Regions from separate parts of the Mus musculus genome. Here region 1 is linked to region 2. The links are chromatin contacts, called in public Hi-C maps. All regions are on one chromosome and are shown on one strand. The core of a region is the stretch at or near the end of the contact, and the rest is flanking DNA. Distances in the headings are between cores, read along the strand shown. Region 1 has its middle 100 kb from the start of Gap43. Region 2 has its middle 110 kb from the start of Mir6540.

Region 1 (6,075 bases), core at 1,046-3,545, 250 kb before region 2:
TGTCCCCATTTGGTTGAACTGTTTGAGAAGGATTTGAAAGTGTGGCCTTTGAAGGAAGCATGGCAGTGAGCATGAGCCTTGAGGTTTTAAAAGGCTACACTGTTCCCAGTTCTCTCTCTCTCTCTCCCTCTCTCTCTCCCTCTCTCTCTCCCTCTCCCTCTCCCTCTCCCTCTCCCTCTCCCTCTCTCTCTCTCTCTCTCTCTCTCTCTCTCTCTCTCTCTCTCTCTCTCCTACTTGTGGATCAAGATGTTAAGCTCTCAGCTACTGCCCCAAATCTATACCTGCCTGTCTGCTGCCATGCTTCCCACTATGATGGTCATGGACTCTAATCCCCTGGAACCATTCAAATTAAATGGCTTCTTTTATAAATTTCCTTGGTCACACTGTTGCATCACAGCAATATAAAGGTAAGTAAGACAGAGAGGCAGATGACAAGATGATAACAGAGTAGAATCCAGAGAGGATAAAGAAGGAGGGGGAGAAAGAAATATCTTGGAATCAAAGGAAGAAAGTTTTATACAGAAGGACGTGTTCAAAAATGTCAAAGGATGCTAGCAAGGAAGTAGAAGCTGACTGGTAAATGTCATCTGAAATTGGCAATTTGAAGGTAATATTGAACTTTGTCGTGATAGTTTTGCACTGTGAAGAGGACAGAAATAAATTCTAGTGGGGAGCTAAGGAAATGCCTGGTGAGGAGATGGAGATAGTATGGGCTACTTCTTGTAAACAACACATAGAAAAACTTGTCCATCAAAGGAAAAGACAGACTCAGTGATAAGAGAGGCAAGTGGTTGATGAGGTGGCACCATATTTAAGATAGAAAAAAACACTATGTGGTAGGCAGAATAATTCCCAAAGGGATGTAGTGGGTGTAATTAAATTGATGTTTGAAATGGAGATGCTGATCTGCACTACCTAGGTGTACACCGTGGACACAGACATCTTTAAAAGAAGGCAAAGAGGATAAGATCAGGAAAGGAGATGGGACAACGGAGATTGGAGTGATGCTGTTGCTGGTTAGGGATTCTAGAGGGCGGAGAGTCAAAGTACACCGGCATGCTCTAAAACCACCACAGATGCCTTGGTTCTGATCCAGTGAAACCTCTGATGCCCTTCTAGATATGTAACATAGTAAAGTTATATTGTTTTCAGCAAATACATTTTTGTTCATTTGCTGCAGCTGTGACAGAGACCAACAAACAAACAAACAAAAATATATTTGAGTATGCCAAGGGAGAGGGCTCCAAGGGAGGAGGAAGCGACATCTTTCCCACTGCAAGGGGAAAACTCACATCTCTATCAATAGAGAAAAGCAAAACAATTTTATCTAACTAAAGTTGCACAACATACTAGGAACTTCAGAAGAGAAGACACAAAGTTCCAGAACAAACTGTTTCAGTGGACCCAGAAATATGACTGAAGAGCAAAGGCCATGCAAGACCTACTGACAGTAAACTGGGGAAGCCAGCAGAGGTCTGTTTGTAGTCTTCTACTGAACCTTCAGGTCGATGACAGAACTCACTCTGGAAAAGGGCTTTGAGACCTCCGGAAGAGGCAGACCATGACAGGATCATGCTTCAGGACAGATGGGTTTGAGTAAGAGCGTCAAGGTGCCGTTCTGGACTTAGAGAGCCAGATATGAATGAAGGTGTCTATCAATCAGGAGAAGGGGTAACAGAGTCCTGGAGGTACAAGGAGTTTTCTCCATGCCTTCAGGTCAGGTGGGGGTGGGGGGCTATGCACTAAATTCTCATGTACAGCTCTGTCTGCGGCATGGGGTGATGCAGAGTGTACATGAAAAGAAAATGGAGTAGCCGGTAGCAAAGACTTCGTTCTCTTGTTCGTTTTAAATGCTTTTAAAAAATGCTTTGCTTTTATGAGAAGTGTAGTCGGGACTTCATTGTAAAGTCATCCCTAAACAATCTCCATATTTAACAGACCTCTGTTGGATGCTGACAGACTAGGGGCCATAGACCTGGACCTTGAGATTTCTTGTTTGGTTCCAAGGTCTCCTCTGAACGGTGTTAAACTGAAATAAAAATTGAGAGAGAATCTGAACCCTTAGCTCCTTTTATCTTAACTCATACCACTCTGCCTAAATTCTCTCCCCTCCTCATCAGATTCACGTTAATCAGGAGACCTCTTTTTTCTTGCAGCTCCCTAAGGCCCTGCTTCACCTAGAAGAGAGAACCTGGCTCCAGGATGCAGGAAACTGCTTCTGGTTTCCATGGAGACCCTGTTTGAAGTCAATGGCTGCTCCAGGAGGGAGGGAAACCAGGACTTTTGTATTTAAAGGATGGAGAGTCTGGGAAGGAGGAGGGTTAAGAAAAGGGAGTAAGGCAGGCCGATAGTGAGGCTGATCCAGCCTGTGTTCGAGGTTTCAAACAGAGGAACAGGAAAGTTCAGCTAGGTTATTCAAGCGCCTTCCACTTTGAGGATGAATCAAAACGGAAGCTCTGGGGGTGGGGGAGGTGGTGAGGGCTGCTTATTGCGCATGTGAGAAATACCCTGCAAAGGCTCCTTTCTGATATCAGTATGTAGGGGACTGAATTACTTAGGCAGCTGGAAGTCCCTGTCCTTGTGGGTGGCTCCTTCCCAAGCAGCTTGAGAGTTTTCTCTTCTCCCCAAGTCAATTCTTAAAGGTTCCTACTGCCATGAGGGGGCTGAGCCCTCTCCTTCCTTCTTCCGCACCTCCCCCCCCCAGAGGGTAACTAAATACAAACCTTGGCTAAAGGCTTTCCAAAGCTTCACGCTTCAGATTAACTGCTATTTATTTGCCTTGTCTCTGTCTACCAAGAGACAGGGGGCAGGATGGGGGGAGGTACTCTGGCGGAATACACGCTAAAATTGAATTGCATGAGGATTCAGATGACGTCATCTTGGATAAAGGTCTGACCCAGTGAATGTTAAATGTAGCTGAGCGACTAAATCCTTTGAGAGAATCAGTAGCGAAGACCTCTCTGAAAGGACCATGCCTCTTGTTTAAAATATTAAGCATGTGGCTCAGATGATCTCTGGCTGCAATTCCCAGGGCGCTGGTGGAATCTCGGTTTTCTGCTATAATCACTTGAACATTGCTTACTGCCCTAGATAACTGCAGTCATGTGACGCTTGCACACACACACACACACACACACACACACACACACACACAAGAGGCGGGGCGGGGTTTGAATAAAAGAAAAGAAAGAAAGCCATCACAAGTTATCAGTGTCTGCCAATTTTAGGGAATGAAACCATGTCAGTTCAAAAACACTTTCTGAGGTGTGCTGCAGTCTGAATGTGCCTAAGGAGTAAGGGGTGGTTTTTCCTTCAAGGTCCTTATATTTGGATGGGAACAGCAGTAGTCATAAGCATGCAGAGGAGCTGGGTAGAAGTCATTAATGAGCCGGGCTTTTAATCCCAGCACTTGGGAGGCAGAGGCAGGCAGATTTCTGAATTCGAGGCCAGCCTGGTCTACAGAGTGAGTTCCAGGACAGTCAGGGCTACACAGAGAAACCCTGTTTCGAAAAACCAACCAAACAAACAAACAAAAAACAAAAACAAACACAAAAACAAACAAACCAAAAAACCAAAAAAAAAAAAAAAAAACAACCAAACAAAAAAAACCCAAACAAACAAAAAAAAGAAGTCATTAATGATATGGGAACTCCAAGGAAAGGTTAAATTGATAAAGAATAAAGGCAACTCAATTTACATAGGCACCTTGGAGTTCCCAGAACTCACACTGGTTGGCCCACAGCAGCCTATAATTCTAGCACAAGGATATACATTTATATTTCAACATTCTTATAAAGTAAAGCATGTGTTGAAGATGAGGAAGCAGTATATACGTATGGAAGACTTTGCAGATCTCTTGGAACAAGGCAACACTAAAATAAAAGAACCATTCGTGCTCGACAGAGCTTGTCTTTAGAGGAGGGATGGTGTAGAAATGAAGAGGTGACTCCCACAATGCAACTGAAGATGCTTTTCGATTTCAAAAAAAATACCTGTCATTTACAGTCGGAGTTGAATGCATTAGCCTTGTAGTTTTTGCTCACAAATTGAGGAAAGTTTTGGAATAAGTTAAGGTACGTGGAAGGCAAGGGCTATTTCTTGGCTTGAATTTAGGAGGAAAATATCGAAAGGAAAAGGAATTAGAGGAGAGCAGTTATTTCTAGATGAATAAGAAAAGACATATGTGCTCAAATTAGTCATGGTTTCTGTGTCACGAAAATGTTAGTTACCAAGGTTTTGTTTCCAGCCCTGTTTGCTAAGGGACATACCTATAATAAAAACATCTCCAAAGAGTTTTGGCAATGCAGCTGAATATTAACGATTTGGGGATAAAAAACTCATAAAAGCACAGAATACCACAAGTCAGCTCCTTTTAATCGTTTTTTTTTTTTTTTTTTTTTTTTTCATTCTTAGTCATATGGCTGTCTGCAGATTCCTCAGACTTCCAGTTTACTTAAGGGCTCGCTGGCAAGGTTCTAAATCACAGCATAACCCCTCTGGCTTCCCAATCTCAAATAGGCACCCGCACACACTCATCTCAGTGAACTTGGATGCTCTTACATAGTATGTGCCAGGGATTTTTTTTCTAATTAGCTGTCAATATTGCGTGATGGCATCTAGAAATGACTACAATAATAAGGTGAGTGGTGACTAATTGACAGCGTTAGTAGAGGAAGCAGAGAAGACAAAATATAAACTAATGGAGACCACAAGTACCAAACAAAAGGAAGTTAGAGACTAAAGCAGAAGGAGTGAAGAAAAGATGAAGGGAAAAGGGAAAGAGAGCAGAGCATGTGATCGCTAGGCCATGACGCACAGTGATTGACTTCTGGGTTTAAGATAGAACTTTTGAGAGTTAGAAGGGACCCGGTAACCATCCAGTCATTCTCTCATTTCACAGTTGACAAAGAGCCAAAAGGACGCTAAAGTTGACTAGAGATGAAGCCAACCTTGGGTGCAGGTTTCTGACCATGGCCTGCTTTGTAACATCACTATGTCATTTCCTCTTTCGGAATGGTTGACTGAATCCAAAGTTCCCTTGGAACGTAAATACGTTCCCACTTTCCACTGAGCACAACATATATAATTGTCTTGTTTCTTCCTAGCTTACAAGGTGTTATAGTTTACTTCACCCTTGTACCGATTCTGAAAAAAAGTATCAACTATAAAATGGCCCACTTGGGACTCACCTAGTAGATACCGATTTCCTCTTTTTTTTTTTTTTTTTTTTTTGGTTTTTCAAGACAGGGTTCCTCTGTGTGGCTCTGGTTGTCCTGGAACTCACTTTGTAGACCAGGCTGGCCTCAAACTCAGAAATCTGCCTGCCTCTGCCTCCTGAGTGCTGGGATTATAAATTCTGGTGAGATGAATGCAAAGTGAAAAAAACTGTACTGTTGAAAGAAAGATGAAATTTCAAGACCTGTAAGTCATATAAAGTACTCAGAAATTGCTGGTTGCTTGTGAGCCTAGAGGCTGCCTGGGGCTGAGAAAAAAGAAAAACAAACCTGGGAACAGCTTAATCTTAAAGATAAAGAGGAATGTGAAGACATAAGAGGGCTATCTAAACTGGAGTCAACAACTCACAGAACTCTGACACCCTGCACGTACATGTAATTTTTTTGCTGAAGTTTGAATAAGCCAATAGTGTGTCGCTATGCTGAATTCCACACCCCTAAGCCCCTTACCTCATAAAAACCCCTAGCTTCCGAGCCTCGTGGCCGACATCCATTATCTCCTGTGTGGGATGCATGTAGGTCCGGAGCTCCATAATTAAACGACCTCATGTAATTACATCAAGATGGTCCTTCGTGATTTTTTGGGTGCATGCCGAATCGGGAATTGAGTGGAGGGTTTCCCCACTAGGTTCTATCACTGCTCTTACTCTTTTGTGCTTTGCTATTTTGAAGAATTCATTGTAATTTAAAAACAATAAATAAAATCTGAGGCCAGAAAGATAGCTCAGTGGGTAAAGGTGCTTGATGAAACACCGGATCACCTGAGTTTGATCCCTCGTTACCACAGAGGGGAAAGAAAGAACCAATTTATTCGAGCAGTCATCTGACTTCGACATGTACA
Region 2 (5,806 bases), core at 201-2,700:
TCTTCCCATCCTAAATCCTTATTCCTCAGTAGTCCCCTCCACACCAGCCTCTGTCAACCTTCCTTTTCTCTGATACATCCTCCCTGTGTCGGGTGGCTTCATAGAAACACAGTGATCTCTAGCTCCAACGTGTGACAGGATTGATCAGGTGAAAAGCAGTCCCGTAGAGGGGCTGTGCAAACGGCATAACAGTCCTGCAACGGCTAGGAAGCCATTTCTTCCACGCTACAGGAGCACCAGTCCCTCGGGTGGGTCCCACTTCTGACCATCCTTGAGAAGCAGTGTCTGGAGATATTTCCTCTGGGAAAAGCTGTAACGGCAGACTGCTACACCAAGATCCTCATTCTTAAAGCACTATTAGCACAGGAGGAATCCTGTCTAAAAGCAGTCGGTCGAATAATTCTAATCCTTTAAAAGCTAATAAATAAATAATTAAATAAATGAAGAGCCGTCTGCTCCGAGAGAGAGAGAGAGAGAGAGAGAGAGAGAGAGAGAGAGAATGAGAATCAGGCCTAGTTACCTTCTTTGAATGGAAAAGGCACCTGTGTATTCTCACAACTTAAAGGCAAGGAAAATGCGGGCAGTTAATTTCTTAACTAACCTTACCTCATCATATAAAAGTTGAACACCGTTATTTTACTACCCGTCTTGTAAAAGCAGTGCGCACCTGGCTCAGAGCCGCCAACAAATGGCTATTACTCTGCCATCATTGTGGTCTTTCTCTCCATCCTATCCTGCTTTGGAAATTTATTGGAGGGATCAGAATCTCTGTGGGGCTCCAGACTCTCAAAGTGTGCTTGCTTAAGGCGTGGTGGTATGTGATACATGGTGTGGGGTGGGGTGTGTGTGTGTGTGTGTGTGTGTGTGTGTGTGGACTTGTGTGTCCAGCCACAGAGAATCCTCAGGTTGACAGAAGCGTTACCGCCATCTGCTGCTGAATTGAGCCTACTGCGATTTGCAGGAAACTGAACCCGCAGGGGAAGAATGTTAATCAATCCTTCCCCTACACGGAGCCTGTGGGCTACTTCTAATCTCGCCTGTCACCCAAAAGGCCAAGCAAGCTGCTGTTTGGATTCACAGTGACCTGGCTAACAAAGATGAAGGCTCCAGCTACTCCAGCTACCTGGGAAGGGGACTGAGGAGCTCAGGAATGTGACCCCCTTGCATCGCAGGCGGGGAAGAGCTGGGGCAGGGAAGCAAAGGGGACCTCGGTAGGCTGCTGGGCTCCTAGGGGCTCCCCCAGCTATGCTTCTTGATGCTCTGATCGTAACGGCACCACTGGCTCCTTTGTTTCGGGAAAAGATCTATCTGTATTGGCCTGAGGCAGACTTTACCCCTCCCGCTTGCATCAGGAATCCTTTGCTTCTTCGCCGCGCCCATCCGTGGACATCCAGGGAGCAGGCGGAAACCTTACGCGGCTGTCAGCAGCGGTGATGGGTGACGCCAAGAGAGCAGCCGCTGGCGCCCGCCCTCCAAGCACTTCCTGCCGCGCTGGATGGCGGTGCGGGCTCGCTGGCGCGCACCTCTGCCCCCTCGTGGCACGTGCAAGCATCGCGGCTTCGCAGACGCCACAGCCCACCCGCACCCGAGGCGGGGCGGGGACACTGGAGTGCTTTTCATAGGGACTTTTTTTTTTTTTTTTCCTTTCGTTTCCATTCAACTCCTGGCATCACAAAAAGGGTTTCCAGGTTCACTCAGTTACTTATTAATGGCAGAAGTGAGGGTGGGTGAGGGGGATAGAGCGAAGAAAGGAAAGAGACTAAAAACATGTTTGCGGCGAGGAAAGAGAGGATTAGGAAAAAATTGAACGATGTTAAGAAGGGAGAGAGGCAAGGTGACAGTGACGAGAGACTGGAGTGACAGCAGAGGTTGTGGGAAGAATACAAGGAGCAACAGTTTGGGGGGCGGGGGGAGGCTGCTTCCGCTCAAGAAAAGGAGGGCGTGACATCCGGGAGAGGTAAAAGCTCATTTTGATGAAGTGAACCCTGTGAACATTTCAATATGCCTCTCTCCTAGTTTACATCCCATTTTGGTTGACAGCTGCTGAAAATGAGTTTCCATCTTTCTGTCTTGTTTTAATATTCTCTTGTATCCCACATCTCTGAGATCATTAGAGGCAGAAAACAATTATGTCATCCATCCCTGTGCCTGATAGAATCCTCAGGCACATGCTGGCTTATTAACTCCAGTCTTTCCCTGCCACCATCAGCCGCATCTTTTTGTTCTTCTTCTGATTCATGCACAGTCACACGCAATCTCTCCCCCTCACGGCTGATCTCTATGGACTCACGGACCCTTAGGGAAATACAAGTGTAGCTGCAAAGAATCCAATTGCATGTGACAAATACTTTTCCAGGGCTTCTGCCACCTATTCGTCAACAACAACAACAACAACAAAAAGTAAAGCTAACCTGTAAAAGCCACAGGGAGTCACAAACAGTGCTTCTTTGGAGTCACATCTGTAGCCCTTGACTCCTCCCTTTTGTCTTCTTCGACACAACAAAAGGAAAGAGATTTTGCTGGTTCTGTGTTGGCCTGATCTCCATGCAAGCTGTAAAAAAGGTTGAAAGGAATTTTCTAGACACCAGCCTTAGTCACTACTATTTTGCCAACACTGTTGAATTTGATTCCAAAATTGGAGAGGGAGGTCACATTTCAAAAGCCTGGACAGGATGATAAAAACTGTTTTGGCAGAAGATTAATCGTTGCAGATGGGTGTGGGCAGTGGTGCCCAAACTCATTTACCATAACAAATGGTTTCATGAAAATGTTTTGGTCAATACAGCTTATTTTACCACATTGTGGGCTGGTTGTAGGGGTGGAATGGGCATCTCCTGATTCAGTGTTATCAAGATTCTTTCAGAGGCTCCTCTCAGGAAGGGAGCCTCCTTCTGGACAGTGCCAAGGATACCTGAAGATAGAAATTCAGCTTGGACACAAGCCATTTTCCATTACAGCCAATGGACTGTGTTGCAGAAAAGCACCTTAAATGGGGGAAAATACTTTGGGAATCTGAAACCAACCAACCAACCAACCCCCCCGAAAAAGAACCCCAAAAGTCAAAAATAAAATAAAATAATGAAGGCTGAAAGCCACTGAAGTGTCTATAGTCTCGGTTTCTCTTAGTGTCTCTGTCCTTTGCGGGCTGGTGGCCACTTTTATGCTGTGTCTGCACCTGGACTTTCTGTTGAGCAGGGTGCTGGTTCATTCTTGTTGTTTCTTTGTTTCTTCCTCTTGTCTAAGGACAAGAGTCAGCTTGAAGACAGTTGTTTTCTGTTGTTGTTTCTCATCCCCTTGAGTCACAGGTGGTTGCGAGCTGCCTATGGGGCTATGTAGGTGCTATTACTAGAGTCTTCCGGAAGAGCAACTTGTGCTGAGCCATCTTTTTAGCCTCTTAGCCCTTGCTTATAACTTCCTCCTCAGTTCCTTCTTTAGAGTTTCTGCCTCCGCCCTCCAAATGCACTGACATACATGCAAAGGCGCTGGAGGTTAAGGTTAGGATATATAAATCCTAGGGGGTGCCACCTAGTTAGTATCACTCTCTAAGCGTGCTCAGATGGGTTATTGAGCATCTGCTTTCCAGATTTCACAAGGATAGAGAAGTCTGCAGTGGAGAAAAACCTCATGGTAGACACAAAAGACCCAGTAGGTCTGTGGTTACCCTGTGCAGATGGCTGTGTCGCCTCAAATAAGAGTTTTCTGAACTTGGGTTCCCTCAGTTGGGAAACAGACTAACTGCTACTGCTCCACCGTGGATTGTCTGTGAATATAATTGTGCCCAGACGCCTAAGGCAGTGAGTTAGGAGTCATTGTGGAAACCACCAGCTCTGCTTCACTGAGTGTTCTTCCCACAGCTTATCTTCCAAGTGGTAAGTTTCCCTTGTGCTGAGAGTCAGTGTAATATATGCGGGCAAGGTGTGGAGGGGCAACGATGTACATTTGGATTCCACTCCATCTCCTTCGTGCCACTACAACAGAGTAGTACAGACTGATGTATAATATATAGAAAGCTTTGGCCTCTATTTCTAGGATGAGAGTCAAAGATGGAGTCTCTGTTGATGTCTGACATTTAACTATTTGTTCTTAAGATATAATCACCACAGTTTTGGACCTGCCATACAAACTGTTGTTTGAGGGATAAGTTCCCAAACCATGTTTTAAGGGCAACACATTGAAATCATTGTAGGCAGTGGATAAGATCCTGAGTGCATTATGGACACGGACACACACATGTCAAGGATCCCAATGCCTCAGACCAATGGAAATGGCAGAGCCTTCCTCAAGTGTGGCTCGACATAGCAAAGCCTTCATCTGGTCCAAGTGTGAGCATCCAAATAGGTTTGGGTGTTCAATCTCAATCCCTCCTGTTTTCAAGGCAAGGGTTTTACTGGTGGAGCCATCTCCACTGCACCCCAATAGTTTGTTTAAATCGGCTTTCAATGGTTGTAGAGCTCTGCATCTCTGTGATACAGTTTAGAATTTCTTTGCTTTGTAGATTTCTCATCTCATCTGCATGCTAATCCTACTCATGAGTCATGGCTACGTCTTCAATAGAAAGTGTTGGTGGTCTGCCTTAATTCCATCTTACTCTTATTTTTTTTTGAGCATCCTCTTCAACTTGAAGCTGGAGTAAGCTACTGAAGAAGAGTGTGAGATCAGTACTTATCTTCCCTCACCACAGTATCGCAGCACTCAGAAAAGCACTTGGAAAATAACATGGACCAGAGAAGTACAGGAGTTGGAAGTGACTGAATAGGTAGTGTCTTAACAGCATGCTAGTCAATGCTCTAAACTCGTTTTCCTCGACAAGAGGCAAATGGGAAAAATTCTGGTGGAAGACAATGTGGATCTGAAAGGCAAACGAAATGAAACAAAACCCAAGCCAAATCAAAAACAAAAACAAAAAAACCAAAACCCCACAACTCTACTAATATTGAAGTCTCTTCTCTCTCTCTTTCTCTTTCTCTTTCTCTCTCTCTCTCTCTCTCTCTCTCTCTCTCTCTCTCTCTCTCTCTCTCTCTGTGTGTGTATGTGTGTGTGTGTGTGTGTGATATTCTGAAAGAGACTGAGGAAAATAAAATAGAACTTAGAATGATTTTTTTTAAGGAAAAAGGGCATGGTAAGATACTACCTGTAGCAAGGGACTTGGAAAATCTTCCTTTTGTATTCAAAGAGGGGTTCAGGACATCATACCTTAGTAACCCCAATCCCTCCTTCATTCAGCTTCTGACAAAGTCTGGTTGGCCACATAGCAAGGTCTGTGAAAGGGTCATGAAAATATTGGCATGATGTCAAAAGTCTGTCTCTTGGGAGATAAAATCTCTATGAGACAGGAGATTGCTGGAGAAAGTTCCTGGATTTGAATGTGACCTGGTCCTCAGGTATCCCTCATCTGAGAGATCGGAAGATGAACGAGCAAATGGTTGAAGAGAGTGTTTGTCATCTCTGTAGTCAGATCTCTCAAGACTTTCTCCTCACCTCCCATTGGAGGACAGTCTCACTACCTCATCTTGTCAAGTCGAGTTTCCCACGAGCTCAAGCATTTCTACTTCATTGTCGAATTGTTAGTGGAGGGTTATCAGCACCCTCATCTCTATACCCGCTTGCCTGGGTTTAGTTCCAATGTAACTCATGTGATAACATTTTAGGTTATTTCTTTTTCCAAAAATGGATGATGCATTTAGCAAATGTTATAGATACAGGAGGTTTTAAGTGGGACTAAATGCAGCAATTAATGCTAATGAGTCTGCTGTTAGCATGTAATATTCTTGCTGTTATAAAATCACGCACCACCGAATGTGGAACC

What was found. Hi-C and Micro-C count contacts between places; a contact is called where the count stands out from the background.
Region 1: a Hi-C map of the N1E-115 cell line shows a contact between it and region 2, with 8 times the contacts expected there. The contact joins two enhancer-like sites. A contact is called at or near these places in 5 of 484 Hi-C or Micro-C datasets (the N1E-115 cell line, adipose-derived mesenchymal stem cells, cerebral cortex and 1 more), 2 of 115 datasets of contacts at active chromatin or transcription factors (embryonic forebrain and embryonic stem cells) and 1 of 9 other capture datasets (embryonic stem cells).

The regions. Positions count from the first base shown.
Region 1 is chr16:42,441,496-42,447,570 of GRCm38.p6, reverse strand. No RefSeq gene overlaps it. Among named protein-coding and RNA genes, the nearest start is that of Gap43, 100 kb to the right of the region's middle. Within about 2 kb of position 2,295, at least 66 of the 459 cell types and tissues checked have an H3K27ac peak or open chromatin away from gene starts, as enhancers often do. A contact at or near this core is called in the N1E-115 cell line, cerebral cortex, cortical neurons and 1 more, where this site is marked.
Region 2 is chr16:42,186,010-42,191,815 of GRCm38.p6, reverse strand. No RefSeq gene overlaps it. Among named protein-coding and RNA genes, the nearest start is that of Mir6540, 110 kb to the left of the region's middle. Within about 2 kb of position 1,450, at least 265 of the 459 cell types and tissues checked have an H3K27ac peak or open chromatin away from gene starts, as enhancers often do. A contact at or near this core is called in the N1E-115 cell line, cerebral cortex, cortical neurons and 1 more, where this site is marked.